Regions from separate parts of the Oryctolagus cuniculus genome. Here region 2 is linked to region 1. Evidence: chromatin contacts called from public Micro-C data. All regions are on one chromosome and are shown on one strand. The core of a region is the stretch at or near the end of the contact, and the rest is flanking DNA. Distances in the headings are between cores, read along the strand shown.

Region 1 (7,713 bases), core at 3,011-5,510:
GTTGTCTTTTCACTCTCCTCACTGTTTCTTTTGCAGTACAGAAACTTCTCAATTTGATGCAATCCCAATAGTTGATTTTGGCTTTGACTGCCTGTGCCTCCCGGGTCTTTTCCAGAAATTCTTTGCCTGTGCCAATATCTTGAAGGGTTTCTCCAATGTTCTCTAGTAACTTGATGGTGTCAGGTCGTAGATTTAGGTCTTTAATCCATGTGGAGTGGATTTTTGTGTAAGGTGTAAGGTAGGGGTCTTGCTTCATGATTCTGCACGTGGAAATCCAATTTTCCCAGCACCATTTATTGAATAGACTGTCCTTGCTCCAGGAATTAGTTTTAGATCCTTGATCAAATATAAGTTGGCTGTAGATGTTTGGGTTGATTTCTGGTGTTTCAATTCTGTTCCATTGGTCTATCCATCTGTTTCTGTACCAGTACCATGCCTCAGCTTCAATGCTTGTCATTAAACGACAATGCTTGTCATTGAGTGCTGGCCATGGCCATAGGCCATCAAAATAAAATAAAATAAAAATAAAAATAAAAAAAAGTACTGGAATGGAGGCACTCTGATACTAACTGCTGTGCTAAATATCCACTTCTTGACACAGACTTTAAATACCAATACAAGTTTTGGCTTTGATAAAATGTTCCACATTTTTTTTCCTTTTAAAAAGGGAAAGTGTAAAAAGTCATTTCATCCTTGGGCATAAGTAAAAAGCAAATCACCCACAAATCTGGGCCTTTGATTAGCACAGTGTTACTGAGGTACTCACCTAAGAATTGCTGAGTTGAGAGCCAGTGTTAACTGGCAGGCCCTGGCAGAGTCTAGGCAAGGTCTAAGCCAGGACAGGACCATGCTAGTCACTAGGTGACCACAGTTGTGGACTGCTATACCCTGTCATCTTGTCTGTGTGCCGTGAACATCACCGAAAGACATTGTTAAGTGTGAGGAAGACCGTGAGCCCCTTATTGCTTGTTAGGGCTGGCCTGATAAAATACAGCGGGTTGGGTGGCTTCAGCAACAGAAAGTTGTGTTCTTGCATTCTGGAGGATGGAAGTCCGAGATAAAAGTGTCAGCTGGGTTGGTGTCCTCTGAGGGCCCTCTTCTTGGCTGCAGATGCCATCTCTTTGTGTCTTTACAGAGTCCTTCCTCTGCAGGTTCGTGTGTCCTCATTTCTTCTTATGAGGACACTGGTCATACTGGGACTGGGTTAGGACTCCACCTAATGACCTAATTTTAACTCCGTTATCTCTGTAAAGACCCCTATCTCCAGGGCCAGTGGTGTAACGAATAAAGCCATAGACAGCAATGCTGATATCCCTTATGGGTGTTAGTTCATGTCTCCTCCACTTCTGATCCAGCTCCCTGCTAATGGCCTGGGGAAAGTGGCAGAGGATGGCCCATGTGCTTGGGCCCATGCTACCCACGTAGGAGACCTGGAAGATGTTCTTGGCTCTTGGCTTTGGCCTGGCCCAGTTCTACCATAACAGCCAACTGTGGAGTGCACCAGCAGGTGGAATTTCTCTCTCTCTCTCTGTAACTTTTTCAAACAAATAAATAAAAATCTTAATAGATGAGAAAATCCTGTCTCGAAACACAGCTCCATTTTGAGGGGCTGGGAGTCAGAACCTCAGCCGAATTATGCAGGAAATACAAATGGGAGATTTGGTAGTACATGTGACCAACCGGAGTCCGATGTAGCTGCTAAAGAAAAAAAAATTCACCTGGAATGTTAGGCTGCAGACTGAAGCAGCACTAGACAGACTATTCCACACTGCAGTGGTTGGAGTATGCTTGAAGTATTGCACGTAGACATACCAGAACACAGGGCGGGGAAGGAACCAGAAGCTACGCTGCTGATGCAACTACTGAAGGAAGTGCCTGTTCCATCTTGTAAGGAGAGGATTCCGGAGGCAAAAGCAGCATGAGAACTCCTGGCAAATCTGTGACGATCTGCAGTGTGGGGAAGAATTGCCCTGCCTGGTCACCGGGGATGCAGCGAGAATATCTGAGTGGGAGTTTCAAAGAAAGAGATGTAGGCTTTCAATGGGTGAAGAATTTTCTAGTAACCAGACTGTTCTAAGAATGTGCTGACTGAGGAGCTAGTGAATGTCTCCCACATGGAGGAATGCAAGAGCCAAGGCTGGGGATGATGATGACGTGGGGATCAAGCTGATGCTTGGCCCCTTCCCCGGCTTCCTAGGGCTCTGGCTAGCGCTGGGCCTGTAGCTCTGGCTAAAGGATTCTGGAAGATCCTCAGGGCAGGCAATGGCCATTAAATGCAGAAGAGAAATGTAAAAAGCTTGGGATCTCAGGACAACACATGGAGAACACCCAGCGTTCTAACAAGGTCAGCAGCGAGGCATCGTCCCGTAGGGAACATCTCGACCAGGCAATGTGTGAGTGTGGTGAATTCCAGCACTGGAAACCGCGACATCGAAGAACTCCAATTTTTATAGATTATAACCTCATCTCTGTGTGTTTGAATTTCATGCTCCAGCAGCATCTGTTATTCTTGAAAGCTACTTCCTCCCTCTCAGGCCCGGATTTATGGATGTGCAACCTGTGTGGTCTCACAGGCCCTGCACCCAGCAGCAGCCCACACGTGGCGCGTCTGCTGTTGCCATCCTAGGGTTCCTAATTTTGGAACAAAGAGCCCATATTTTCATTTTGCACCAAACCCTGCAAAATGTATAGCTGTTGCTGCACCTTCCAGGGGTCTTCTCTTGGGGCTTTTTTTTTTTTTCCTCAAAGAAGCCTGAGACAGATTGGAAATCTTGGTTGTAGGTAAATGCGTACGGGAAGCAGCGGGCTATGGAGAGTCCAAGCTGGGTTCTTCCTGTAGCCTGTTCCTTGCTGCCTCTCCTCCTGTCATTCACTTGCTGTCAGATGTGGGAGGGGTTCAATAGCTTCAGTTTCCTGACTTACAAACAGGAATGCCAGTAAGGGGCCTGCCTCACTTTTGCAGGTGGGAAACGGCATGAAGCACGTAAACCCATATTGCATGGAAACAAGCATTTGTGACCATTTGCTGAGGACAAAGGACAGTGAGTCAGGACTGAACACCTGGGGCAGGGGAAGAGAGAAGATGACATGGAAGGGAGCTGGGAGATAAATGCCCACTCCTCAGGAAGAAAGTCTGCAGCCCCCTTGGCTGGACACTGTCCAGCAGTGCACCAAACAGGTGACAGGAACCACAGGCTGCAGTGCAGCTCGTGGGAAGGGCCAGAGTCCTCCCCGGCTTCACCGCCTCCCACCCGCCAGCCCCTGCGGACTTGTAGCCTCGGTGACACGCGCTACTTCAGCTCAGGAGCAGGGGACACATCTGGGAGGTTCCAGATCATTCTAGACTAGCTGGACCCTGCGCACTGGCCTGTTTGTATGTAATCAAGGAGCAGTGGCTTTGCGGAAGGTTCACTTCTGTTAACTCTGAGCAGACACAGGGAGAACAAGGACCGAAGGCGAGGTCACTGACAGTCCCTTTCTCGGAAAAAAAAAAAAAAAAAAAGAAAAGAAAAGAAAAGAAAAGAAGGTAAAACGAACATAAATGCAAAAAGAAAAAAAAATAACACAAAACCCCGTCTTTCAGGAAGAAGTAAATGGGTCGCCCGATTCTTGCCTAGGTCCACAGCTTTTTCTCCTTTGGTTCAATCTAAAGATAGACATTCCAGGTTGCTGCCGGCTGCTTTTGACATGAAAAAAAAAAAAAAATGAGGCTTTTGCTCTCTGAACAAGCAAAGACATCCTAGTGCCTTGAAGCCTCTCCTGCTCCCATTCTCTCCCAGAAACGCCTGCCCCACCTCTCCAAGTCGGTACAAAAACCGAAATGCGGATCAAGACGCAGCCCAGCAGCAGCCCTTTATACGACGTCCCCGGGAGGCCTGCGGGGTCGGCTGATTCAAGCTCTCGGGAGCGAGCAGGGAGCGCTCCCGACTTTTCTGGAGCCCAGACGTCCTAGGACTCACCTTCCCCCGATTGCGCACCGTCCCTCTCCTGGCCCAGGACTCTCCCTCCCACTGTTCCCAGGTGGGCGCCGGCCGGCGAGGGAGGAGCGCGGGGCGCTGGCGCGGCGCCCACAGCGCTGCACCTGTGGGCGCCGGGGGCGCGGGCCCCTGCGGGCGTGAGCGGGCGCAGCTCCCCGGCGGCTCCGCTAGGGGTCTCTCTCGGGTGCCGAGCGGGGCGGGCCGGATCAGCTGACTCTCCGGGCTGCGAGCCCTGCCGCCGCACTCCGGCTTCGTCAGTTTCCTCAGCGGCGGTAGGCGAGAGCACACGGAGCAGCGCTGGTGCGGGACCCCTGGAGACGGCGGCGGCGGCGGCGCGGGCAGAGCAAGGGCGCGGCGGATCCCACTCGCAGAGCAGCGCACTCGGTGCCCCGCGCAGGGTCGCGATGCTGCCCGGTTTGGCACTGCTCCTGCTGGCCGCCTGGACGGCTCGGGCGCTGGAGGTGGGTGCCGCGCCTCGGAAGGGGGTTGGGTGTGTGTGTGTGGCGGGGGGACATTACCCCCCCCCAGTCTCTAATACGGAGAAGTCTGGGGTGGTCGCGGGGACCCCGCTGCCCTCCACCTCCGCTCGCTGGTGCCCTGCGCATCCCGCCCTCGGCCCAGCCCTGCCCTGGGGACGCGCGCTCCAGCCCTCGGAGGCGAGGGGTCGGCTGGGCGACCGGGCACCCCTGTTCACGGGCGAGAAGGGGAAGGGTCGACGCTAATGCTGGACCCCGACTCAGTCCTTACCTCGCGAGCGGGGGCTGGGAAAGGCGAGAGGCGTCCAGATGGGGGAAGGGGAAGGGAGCACGTGGGGGAAAAGCCGAAAACGCAGCGTCCCCGGATCCGGGGTCTGAAATCCGTGCCCTTGGCTTTCTCTGAGGCCCCGGGACCGCTTGGGAAACCGGGGGCCCCCCTCGCTTCTCTCTGCCTCCTCCGCCCCGTTTCACCTTCCTTTCCCGCCCCCCACTCCCTTCCTTGCCCAAATCTCCTCATTCCCCTTGCCGGCTGCCGGCGGCGGCCCCCCTGGCCGGGGCCGGCGTCGGGGTCGCGCACCGCCTTCCGCAGGCAAACTTTGAGCATTTCTGCGTCTCCCTTTTGTGTTAAGTTGCGAGAGATGGGAGGGGTCGGAGACCCAGAGCCAGCCCGAAGCCTGGGCGTCCCGGGCGTTCGCTCGCCCCTTCGGCTGCTTCCCCAAAAAGGGAGAGGAAGGGTCCCGGGAACAAAAGCCGCCGCACTCCGCCCTGGCGGGCCGGGGCGCGGTGGCTGAGCCGCGGGGGTCTCCGTGCGCCACGGAGGCTCCCGGCGCTGCGTGTCCGCCCGGGAGGGGGCTGGGGCTTCTCCGGGCGAGCCCTGGGGCCTCTCGGCTTCCCAGCCCCGAATCGCCTCCCGGGCGTGTGTGTTCCGTGCTGGGCTGCAGAGTCCTTGGGGGAGGAGTGCGCGGAGAGCGGGCTGTGCGTCTGGCAAAGGGCAGTGGCGGGTGATGGGGAGGCACGGGCTCTCCCCTCCTGGGCATCAAAGGAGGCGTTTGTCTGATTAAGGCGCGGCCTCCCGCCTGGCAGCTCTGGGGACTCTGGTTGAGTCCCCCCGGGGGCGCAGGATGCTGGGGAGGTCCGCAGGGTCTCTTTTTTTAGGGTGCAGATAAAAGGATTGAATTGAGTGAAGATTAAGACGGAGAAGATGGCGCCTCTGCAGTGCAGCAGAGAAAAGCTGCGAGGAGGCTGCAGCCTGGTGAAATCCACCCACCACTAGGTGTATAACAAGTCTGCCCCATTCATCCAACTCGCGAACCTTCAGCGAACGCCCTGCAAATGACTGCTTTTCTTTTTATCTAAAGATGCTCCGAAGTTGTTTGCTTGACAGTTGGGGCAGAGGAGGTTGCATTTTGCATCGGTTTTGCTCCCTGTCTTAACTAGTGCAGCCTCCCCTCCCAGTCCCCCCCCCCCTTTCCCCCCTACCTCATAGTAATTTTCCAAAAAAGCAATTTCCGGACTAGTGTTTTCCTGCAGTTCCACCGAAGCTGTGCAATCACACTATTACAGTTTCTTGGTCCGTAATTTGCAAGGTCATTGAACTTTTTTCCTCTCTGGTTTTTACCCACAAGTGCCTCAAGAATCACCTTAAGGCTACTTAAGATCGGTTTTTATTATTTTTTTAAAGAGTCCAAGAATTTGGTTTTCCATATTTTTAGAGAATGTATTTTCTATCTGATGACATTTGTATAATTATTTCACTTTTGCCTGATTCTCTAACTTGCAAATTTGAAAACACAATTAAATCATTAAAAGCATATCACAACAATTATTTTTGAAGCTTTTATCAGAACAAGTATTTAACTTTCTTGAGCAATTTTTTTTCTCATAAAAAGCAGCAGCCTGTAGGCACCTATGCTTCAGTTCTAATTTGGGGGCTGTTTGATTGCGTTTCTTGGCTTTTTCTGCTATGCTACTGGATATTTCCACGGGTTGTTGTCATCTCCTTCCTTTCAAGGGTGCAGGTGAGATTCCCATTAATCCATTTGCAAAGTGTTGGTAGAGGGTGGGCAAGTCACGCTAATGAGGTTCACAGGGAATTTAACCAGAGCTTGGAAAACAGGTCTGCTGCAGGTGTCCGTAGCACAGAAGTATTAAAGGCAAGGATCGTGGGGCCGCGCCTTGGGAAGCGCTGGGATTACCTGGCCTCAAGATCTTGTGCGCCTGGGCTCAGCAGACCTTGACGTTTATTTACTTAGTTGTTTCAACCTACGCTTCTTAAGTTTTATTTCCCTGTAGTGAGGGCTTAGCCTAATCACAATTGCCTTGGTGGTGTTGGTGCTGATTCTCAGATGATAGAAACCCACTGCTAACACAAGCCCTGCTCCAAGGGTTAGAAAACTTGCATGCCAACTAGGGAAGCTGAGGGCTTTTGCAAGGAATGACCTTTTCTTGCTGACCCCTGGGGAGCCATAATGACTGGCCAGCTGCAAAACTCCTCACTTGTAGCCATAACCAGCAGAGGCTCCTGACAGAGGTACTTGCAAGGCTGTTAATACTGCAGAGGAGTTAGGAGATAGAATAAATCTGAGTCCAGCTCAGGAATGCAAGATCACAGGGTTAAATTAGGACTGATTTTAAAAATAATGAAAAACAAATGTGATCGATTGAATATGGGTTTGAAGGAAAATGGAGGGTATATGATTCAGGCTTTTCCTTTATGCTGGAGGATTCCTATTTCATGTTACTGCTATGGCGTAGGGGAGTCTTCCATATAGATACTTGTATGTTGATGAAGGTTGTCAGTCATTCTAGAAATGCAGGTAGCTATTATGTGCCTGAAGAAACGAATAAAAAGTACAACACAATTCACTAAAAATATGTTTCTGCAAATTTTATTACCTTTAGAGATTTATGGCATCTTTTATTAATACATTCCTTTTTGAATCTCTCTCTCATTGTATCCATTATGTATGCGCAAGTAAACCTGTACCTGTGCACTTGAAATGTAAACTTTCCAGAATGTAAGGTTTAGTTTGCATGCATGCACTTTATATCCGCCCTTTCCCAGGTCTTTTGCAAGGTAAATAAAGCATGCACGTGATTATAAAAGAAAACCAAATGTGTTAAGGACCGGAAGGAAAGTACAGGGTAAGTGGCATACGGAGTAAAAGTGATCCAGAGTAAACACCTATATTTAATGTGTAAAGGAACAAGGGATGAGATAATCTGGAGCATTTCCTGGTGGTAAATTTCCAGCCAGGTTT
Region 2 (7,713 bases), core at 2,739-5,238, 270 kb after region 1:
TTTATTTCACTTCAATGCCATGTTCGGGCAAAAATGTTTCCCCATATGAGGACTTCAAACTTTTTGTGGAAAATGAATATTACAAAAAGGCTATCTGTATGTGTATTTCAAACCTTTTCTGTGCAAAAATAAGCCCATCTTTTAATTGTCCATAAGCTTTTTGAAATATTCTTGTACTTAAGTTTCAAAATGCTCTTTAACATAACTGCCTTGACTTGAGGAGTCTGCCAAGAGGCAGCTTCCTGTCTGCACGATTTCTATCAAGTAAATTACGTCTTTGATGCCAGAGGCCCAAGAGCTTCTCTTGGATTCCATAGCAAAGATCAGGAGCATAAATGTCAGAAATTAATTTACGCGCAGTTCTTGGCCGGGAAGGCAGAAATCAAGGTGTCGGCTGGTTTGGTGTCTTCTGTGGCCTCTTTGGCTTGCAGATGGACCTTCTCCCTCTGTCTTCACTTGGTCTTTGTGTTCTGTGGCCTTATCTCCTACTCTTTTTTTTATATATAGAGTTACAGAGAGAAAGAAGGAGAGGCGGGGGGTGGGGAGGGCCTTCCATCCACTGGTTCACTCCCCAGTTGGCTGGAGCTGCGCTGATCCGAAGCCAGAGCTAGAAGCTTCGGCCAGGTCTTTCCACATGGGTGCAGAGGCCCAAGCACTAGGGCCATCTTCTACTGCTTTCCCAAAGCCATAGCAGAGAGCCGGATCGGAAGTGGAGCAGCTGGGACTTGAACTGGTGGCCATATGGGATGCTGGCACTGCAGGCAGCTGCTTTACCTGCTAGGCCACAGCCCCAGCCACATTCCTCTTCTTTTAAGGACCCTAGTCATACTGGATTAGAAGCCTCATAACCTCATTGAGCCTTATTTAGCCTCTGTAAATGCCCCATCTCTTCATACAGTCACATGGAATAGAGGAATACAAAGGGGCAAGGTCAGCCAACACCGAGCCCGGTGACGCTGAGCAGAAGGGGCTCTGTGCTTTGCTGTGCGTGAGACTTCCCAGGTGCTATTCTGCGAGGCCACATGCCCAGGTCCCACCCCAGACCTAGGAAAACAGAATTCCCGAACAGGAAGCAGGAAAGCAAAGTGTTAAAATTCTCCCAGCTGACCCAGACAACACTGGTCAGTTTTGAGATCCACTCAGTATTTCACCTCCTTCTAGTTACTCCCTCAGCAAAGCTTGACAGGAAAAAATGCTATCTCTTGTCTAAGAGGTAACGAGGCGCCTTTTAATCAGCACTCCTCCAGACCTGCCTGGGTTAGACATTTCTTTTGGTCAGTTCCCAAGAACTGTCTCCTTGGACTTGAAATGTCAGTGGAGAACTAGAGGCTTTAACCCAGATTCTAGGGGAGAAAAATAACATTTTTTAAGCTTAGAGACTTTGGAAGGAGCAAAACAGAGGGAGGACCCTTGTCAAGCTCTTCTGCAAGACTCCCTTTGCTGTCTAATTGACAGCAAGCTTGACACACTGTTGTAGATTGAGTGCCTCACCTTGTTTGTGGTGTTGCGTTTCTTCTTCCTTAAAGAAAGATGTTGTCCAGAGCCTGGACAGCATCCTCTGTTCCCTCTTTCCAGACCTTCTGTAGTGACCCTTTGTCCATCAGTGTTGGCTAGAACTTCACCTACGGAACTGTCTGCTGCCCTTAGGAGGTATAGCCTCTCTAGGGTGGTAGATCTTGGACACCCAGAGTTCCCAGGGGGAGCGCAGTGCTGTGAGGTTTCTGATCACCCTTTCTCCCAGAGCACCCCGGATTCAGCACTGGTTGGAAGTGCCCCACCTGCACACATTGGAAGGGGAACACACAGTTCACCCTGCCTTACCTGCCTCTTCCACCCTCAGGCGCATCAGCCCCCTGTGTCCACAGGTTCCCCATCCACAGAAATCAGCCAACCAAGTATCAAAAGTATTTGGGAGAAAAAAAGTGTCTATAACCAAACTGCCCAGACTTTTTCTTGTCATTATTCCCAAAACAATGCCATATAAGAGCTATTTATATAGCTTTTCTATTATATTAGGTATTAAGTAACCAAAGATGATTTAAAGCATACAGGAGGATATGTGTGGGTTACATGCAAATACTACACCGCATTATATAAGACACTTGAGTATCCATGAATTTTGATATCTGAAGGAGAACCTGGGACCAGCCCCCTCTGGGTACCAGGGGATGACCACACATGGAATTATTTATGTCCAGCTGTGGTTAACCTGCTTCATTAATGAGCACTTCTGATTCACTAAGAATAAAATGAGTAATTTCCTTCCCCCTCCCGGGAGAGAACACCGTTGCACTTGACACCATTGCTGGCTGAACAAGATGCCATGGAAGCCCTGGTCTCCAGGAAACCTCTCGTGCTTAGAGACAGTGTTGCTTGATTTAGCTTTCTGCGGAGTCATGGCATGTGACTTTTCCTGACATATGAACACCATCAAAATGTCTTGAGAGGTTCTTTCTTCCTAGCAAGAACTTGACCCTCCAGGATCGAGGCACCTGGCAGGTACTAACTGGTTGTAGAGCAGCCGGAGAGGGTGTCAGGGGTTAAATCTCAGGCTGGATCCCTGTTGTTTGGCCCAACTTGGTGCCATGTTTGTGGGGACATCAGTGATACACATCCTGCTGCTTTTACTGCACGTCATATGATTTAGTGTTCACTGCCCCTCCTGCAAGATTCCATCCCCAGCTGAATACTCCTGACACCACAGTAATGCAGCAAAACTAAATCGAGAGAGACTGTTGTATCTGGACGATCTGGTAGTTGCACTATAAATTCCTCCGGTTATGGTGAAGCCATCCCAAGAGTCAAGTTTAGGGAGAAAGAGATGTGCAAGGGACATAAACCAAAGGGTATTCAGCAGTTCTAGTCGAAGCTATTTTAGGACGAGGTCAGTCAGGCTGTTTGGACTCAGCTCTTTCCAATGTGTGCAGCCACACTGCAGCACAGTACAGGGAGCCCCAGGTCTCTCTGGAAGATGCAATGCATGGCACCACGAGCCAAATGAAGTCTTCAGGTCAGTCACCACTGCTGTCCAACCTAGGCAGTCCAGACTGAACATTCAGAGGTGGTGTGCATGGATGTTTTCGTCTCAGCCACTGACAGATGCTCCTGTCTGGGGGTAGGGTCCGGGATCTGTCCCTGACCTCTTTGTTCATCATTGCTTCCAGAACAATCACTACTCAATCAAACCTCCCCGACTCTGCTTTAAGGAAATGATTTTGCTGCGTTGGTGCAGGGACCTTGTCTGCACAGGGTCACCACGTGGCTGGCCTTTGTATGGTGGCCCATGTCACTGCTGTGGCTTAGCCACCAAGAAGGGCTTGATGAGCCTTGATGAAGAGGAAGGTTCACCCTCGAGTGGTAGCTTTATCCATAGATGTGGATTCTTGGGTTTTTCTCTTCTTTAAGGAGATCAGGGATAAAAAGACATAGCGTAGCCTCCTTGGGTGCCATCCTGTGCAGATAATCCCCTTCTGTAGCTCCTGAGCCCCTTGAAGTCTGAGGGCCAAGCCGCCCCACAGCAGGAATAGCAAGACTTTGCTGCCCTCCCAGTGGCAAAGGTTAACGAGAATTTGCTAGAAGAACCAAGGCCCCAAGAAGTCAGGTGCTTGATTGCACACCGACCTCTGAGCATTGCATTTCCAGCAGGGCTCTAAGCGGCTTTGGAATTTGAAGAGGAGGTAAAGCTACTAAACTTCCAGGTGTTCCCTGCAAATAGTTACTGGCAGCCGGTGTGAACGCTGATGTGCCTCTTGCAGGAGATAAAACTATGATATTCCAACAACCAACCAGCATTAGGGTTTTTCCTCCCTGCAAAAGTACAGCCATTTTGTACTAAACAAGTTAATTTTTTTAACCCTGACATTCCCCAAAATCTCAGTTAGGAGGTGATGCAAACAGATACCCGAATGCAAGGCACATACTGCTGCAGACAGGCCCTGCCAAACAGGTCAGAGCTTGAATGGAATTCCTCCTGCTCACCTTTCACGGAGGTGGTTGAATTTCACAAGCCTGTGGCTAATGATGCAATTCCCAGGGGAGCCAGGTGAGCTCATTTGTTGACAAGGATGCAGAAGAAAGAAAGAGGAAGGGGTGGGGAATACACCTGCGAGTGACTTCCCAAGGGTGGTGATGCGCAACAGCTCCTTGAGAGAGTGTGGCTCTTGGGGAGCGATTGTTGGCAACATTGTTCTGAGGGAGAAACGCCCAGCCCTGTCCTTGAACTCACCAAGGATGTGGCTGCAGGTGACAGTTAATGGGGGGCATGCTGTCCTTCTGTGAAAGAACCTTTAAGAATCAGGACACCCCATGGAGGAAACACTGTGCAGAGGCACAAGGAAGCCAGATGTGTGTCTGTTCCAGCTGCCTGAGCTTAGTCAAGGGGATTCCACTTCCTGCCCAGACTAAACTGCCAGTCGGTCCATGAAGTGGGGTCGTGCAGAGGCCCACAGCGGAACCTGATTATTTACTTGCTAGCCTGTGGGGCGTAGTCATGGCATCCCCACTCCAGCCCCAGGCCTGAGTCCTGGCGCCCACACCATGTGCTCTCTGGCAGTTTTCCCAGGCTTGGTTCAGAGGCACCGCTGCAGTGGGGCGGCTGTGTGCTCTCAGAGCCAGGCCAGATGGGCTGTCAGGGAACAAGGCTGCACAAGATGCCAAATGTCAGTTGACAACTCCTAAGTGGTAGGGAAAGGGCCTGCAGCAGTCTAGAAATGAGGTGGGAGGCCAGTTTCATCATGCACACACTGGAGAATATCCCTTGAGAGGAAAACCGTCTGCTTGGTGCATCAGCACATTGCTATAGGAAACATGCTTGTTCCTCCTCATGACGTGTGTGTGTGTGTGTGTATTCTCTTGGCCTGCCAGTGGTTCCAGTAGGAAATTTTTTAATTCATTCAGCAAAATTAAATACCTTCTCTCTTCTCTATACTGGGAGAAGTATAGTATGTGTCTCTGTACCTTTCAATTTTTAAAATTTGAAGTGATGTGTGCATATCAAGGGGGCTACTACTTGGCACAATAAAAGAAGAATTTAGGGAAGACTTGCTGGTTTTGATTATAGGAAGTCTTTTTCTGAGCTAAGCCCCAAGGGCTGTAGGATGCTAAGGGGCTACATACAGAGTGCAAGACAAAGATCTTCCACTCACTGGTTCACTCCCCAAATCCCACAACAGCAGGCCTGGCTGGGCCACCCTGAAGCCAGAAGTCCAGAACTCCATCCAGGCCTCCCACATGTTTGGTAGGGACCTGTGTACTTGAGCCATCGCCTCTGCCTCCCAGGGTGCACATCAACAGGGGGCAGAAATCTAGAGTGGAGCTGGGACTCATTCACACATGGGATGGGGTCATCCCAAGTGGTGTCATAACCACTGCTCTAAACACCCACCCCTACCATTGTTTTAGTTATTAAGACTGTCAGACCTGACATTTGTGACATTTGATGAAGATGGGCGAATAGCAGTTTAAGAAACAGTGGTTTTTCTACATGGCTCTGGGTGTCACCCAGTCTGTTCTACTGAATCCCTTTCTGTGAGGCTCTTGCCTTTCTTTCTAGGTAACCACCATACTCTGAAGTAAAACAGCCTTCCATCATAGCTCTTCAACCTTATTAAGCAAACAGGGAGTTACCCAGTTACTGTTGTGTTGAAGCAACAGCAACCAATGAGCACTTTGCAGTCAAGGCTCTCGGCGCCACCTGGTGGCGAGAGGAAACATATACATAACTCGTGGCAAAGGCACTCTGCTCTAAGTCAAGGTTCAGGAGGAAAGGAGAAAAATCCTCAGTGTTCTGCAATCTTTGCAAAAGAAGAGTAGCACACTCCTTTTTACGGCTCTGCCAGTACTGTGCACAGGTATTGCACTGTGCACTTTTTTTATTTGACAGGTAGAGTTAGAAAGGTCTTCCATCCAATGGTTCACTCCCCTAAAGGCCACCACGGCTGGCGCTGTGCCCATCCGAAGCCAGGAGCCAGATGCTTCCTCCTGGTCTCCCATGCGGGTGCAGGGCCCAAGGACTTGGGCCATCCTCCACTGCCCTCCAGGGCCACAGCAGAGAGCTGGACTGGAAGAGGCGCAGCTGGGACTAGAACCCGGCGCCCATATGGGATGCCGGCACTGCAGGTGGAGGATTAACCAAGTGAACCCACAGTGCCGGTGCTGCATTGTGCACTCTTACAAGATTTTTAATTCAATGCTCATCCCTGCTTTTCAGGTTGACGCAGCTGTGACCCCTGAGGAGCGCCACCTCTCCAAGATGCAGCAGAACGGCTATGAGAACCCAACCTACAAGTTCTTCGAGCAGATGCAGAACTAGACAACCGCCACAGCAGCCTCTGACGTTGGACAGCAAACCATTGCTTCACTACCCATCGGTGTTCATTTATAATGTGGAAAGAAACAAGCCCTTCGGTTTTATTATTTACTCATTATCGCCTTTTGACAGCTGTGCTGTAACACAAGTAGATGCCTGAACTTGAATTAATATACAGATCAGTAATGTATTTTCTCTTGACATTTTGGTCACCATACTACATTATTAATGGGTTTTGTGTACTGTAAAGAATTTAACTGTATCAAATTAGTGCATGAATAGATTCCTGATTATTTATCACATAGCCCCTTAGCCAGTTGTATATTATTCTTGTGGTTTGTGACCCAATTAAGCCCTACTTGAAATATGCTTTAAGAATCGATGGGGGGTGCTTCCTGTGAGCGTGGGAGTTTAGCTGCTTCTCTTGCCTAAGTATTCTTTTCCTGATCACTATGCATTTGAAACATTTTTAAGTATTCCAGATGACTTCAAGAATTTCTTTCCATGATTGCATTTTACTGTACAGATTGCTGCTTCTGCTATATTTGTGATATAGGAAATAAGAGGATACACGTTTATTTCTTTGTGCCTGTTTTATATGCACACATTAGGCATTGAGAATTTCAACTTTTTTTGTCCATGTATCTTTGGATCTTTGATTAAAAAAAGAAAAACAAGAAGAATCCCTGTTCATTGTAAGCACTTTTACAGGTGGGGGGGTGGGAGTGCTCTGCTGGTCTCAAATAAGCAAGAATCCTCCCCAAAACTTTTTCTGCAGGATGATTGTACAGAATCATTGCTTATGACATGATAGCTTTCTACACTGTATGACATAAATAAATTAAATAAAATAACCCTGGGCAAGACTTTTCTTTGAGGGATGTCATCCTGTGGACCTTAAACAGTCAAAATAATTTTGGGTGCAGAGAAAGGCAAATTCCATTTCCTTTTGTCACAAGAAAATGCAGACCGAAGAGGCGAAGGGCCTGGGGAAGGCATGCATAGACAGACCCTTGGGACTTGTCTTTAATTCGTACGCAATGGTATTTTTTTCATGTAAAGAAACACATTCTTAGATGAGTGCCAGTGTGCAGTGTGGATGACTGAACTGATCATCTTGATTATTTAGTGAGCTGTAGACCAGAGAGAAACTTCCCATATTGGGCATTCATACTCGTGTGACTTAGTTGAGTAGGAAATTGGGGCCAGCATCTATCTCCCAGTGCTGCTACAGTGTCTCCTAGACCTAAAAGTTTTGACTTGGCCAAGTCCTCAAGAGTGTCCCAAATAAGAGAGACAAAGTTCTGAGGACATAAGAATTAAGACCAGCCAATAGTCGTCTCTAACGCAGTTTTTTGACCTAGCACTATCGATGTTTTTCGGGGAATAATGCTGTGTTGTGGGAC

The links. A called contact is a pair of places that touch in the nucleus more often than the background predicts.
Region 2: a contact with region 1 is called in a Micro-C map of ear pinna, with 12 times the contacts expected there. The contact joins the enhancer-like site here to the promoter of APP in region 1. A contact is called at or near these places in 3 of 6 Hi-C or Micro-C datasets (ear pinna, psoas muscle and an unstated tissue).

What each region holds. Positions count from the first base shown.
Region 1 is chr4:19,686,512-19,694,224 of mOryCun1.1, forward strand. APP (amyloid beta precursor protein) reads left to right here and starts at 4,261. Exons shown (of 18, transcript NM_001195669.1): 1 at 4,261-4,438. The coding sequence starts at 4,382.
Region 2 is chr4:19,954,558-19,962,270 of mOryCun1.1, forward strand. APP (amyloid beta precursor protein) reads left to right here. Exons shown (of 18, transcript NM_001195669.1): 18 at 6,209-7,161. The coding sequence ends at 6,310. Among named protein-coding and RNA genes, the nearest start is that of ATP5PF, 200 kb to the right of the region's middle. Within about 2 kb of position 3,989, at least 4 of the 8 cell types and tissues checked have an H3K27ac peak or open chromatin away from gene starts, as enhancers often do. A contact at or near this core is called in ear pinna, where this site is marked.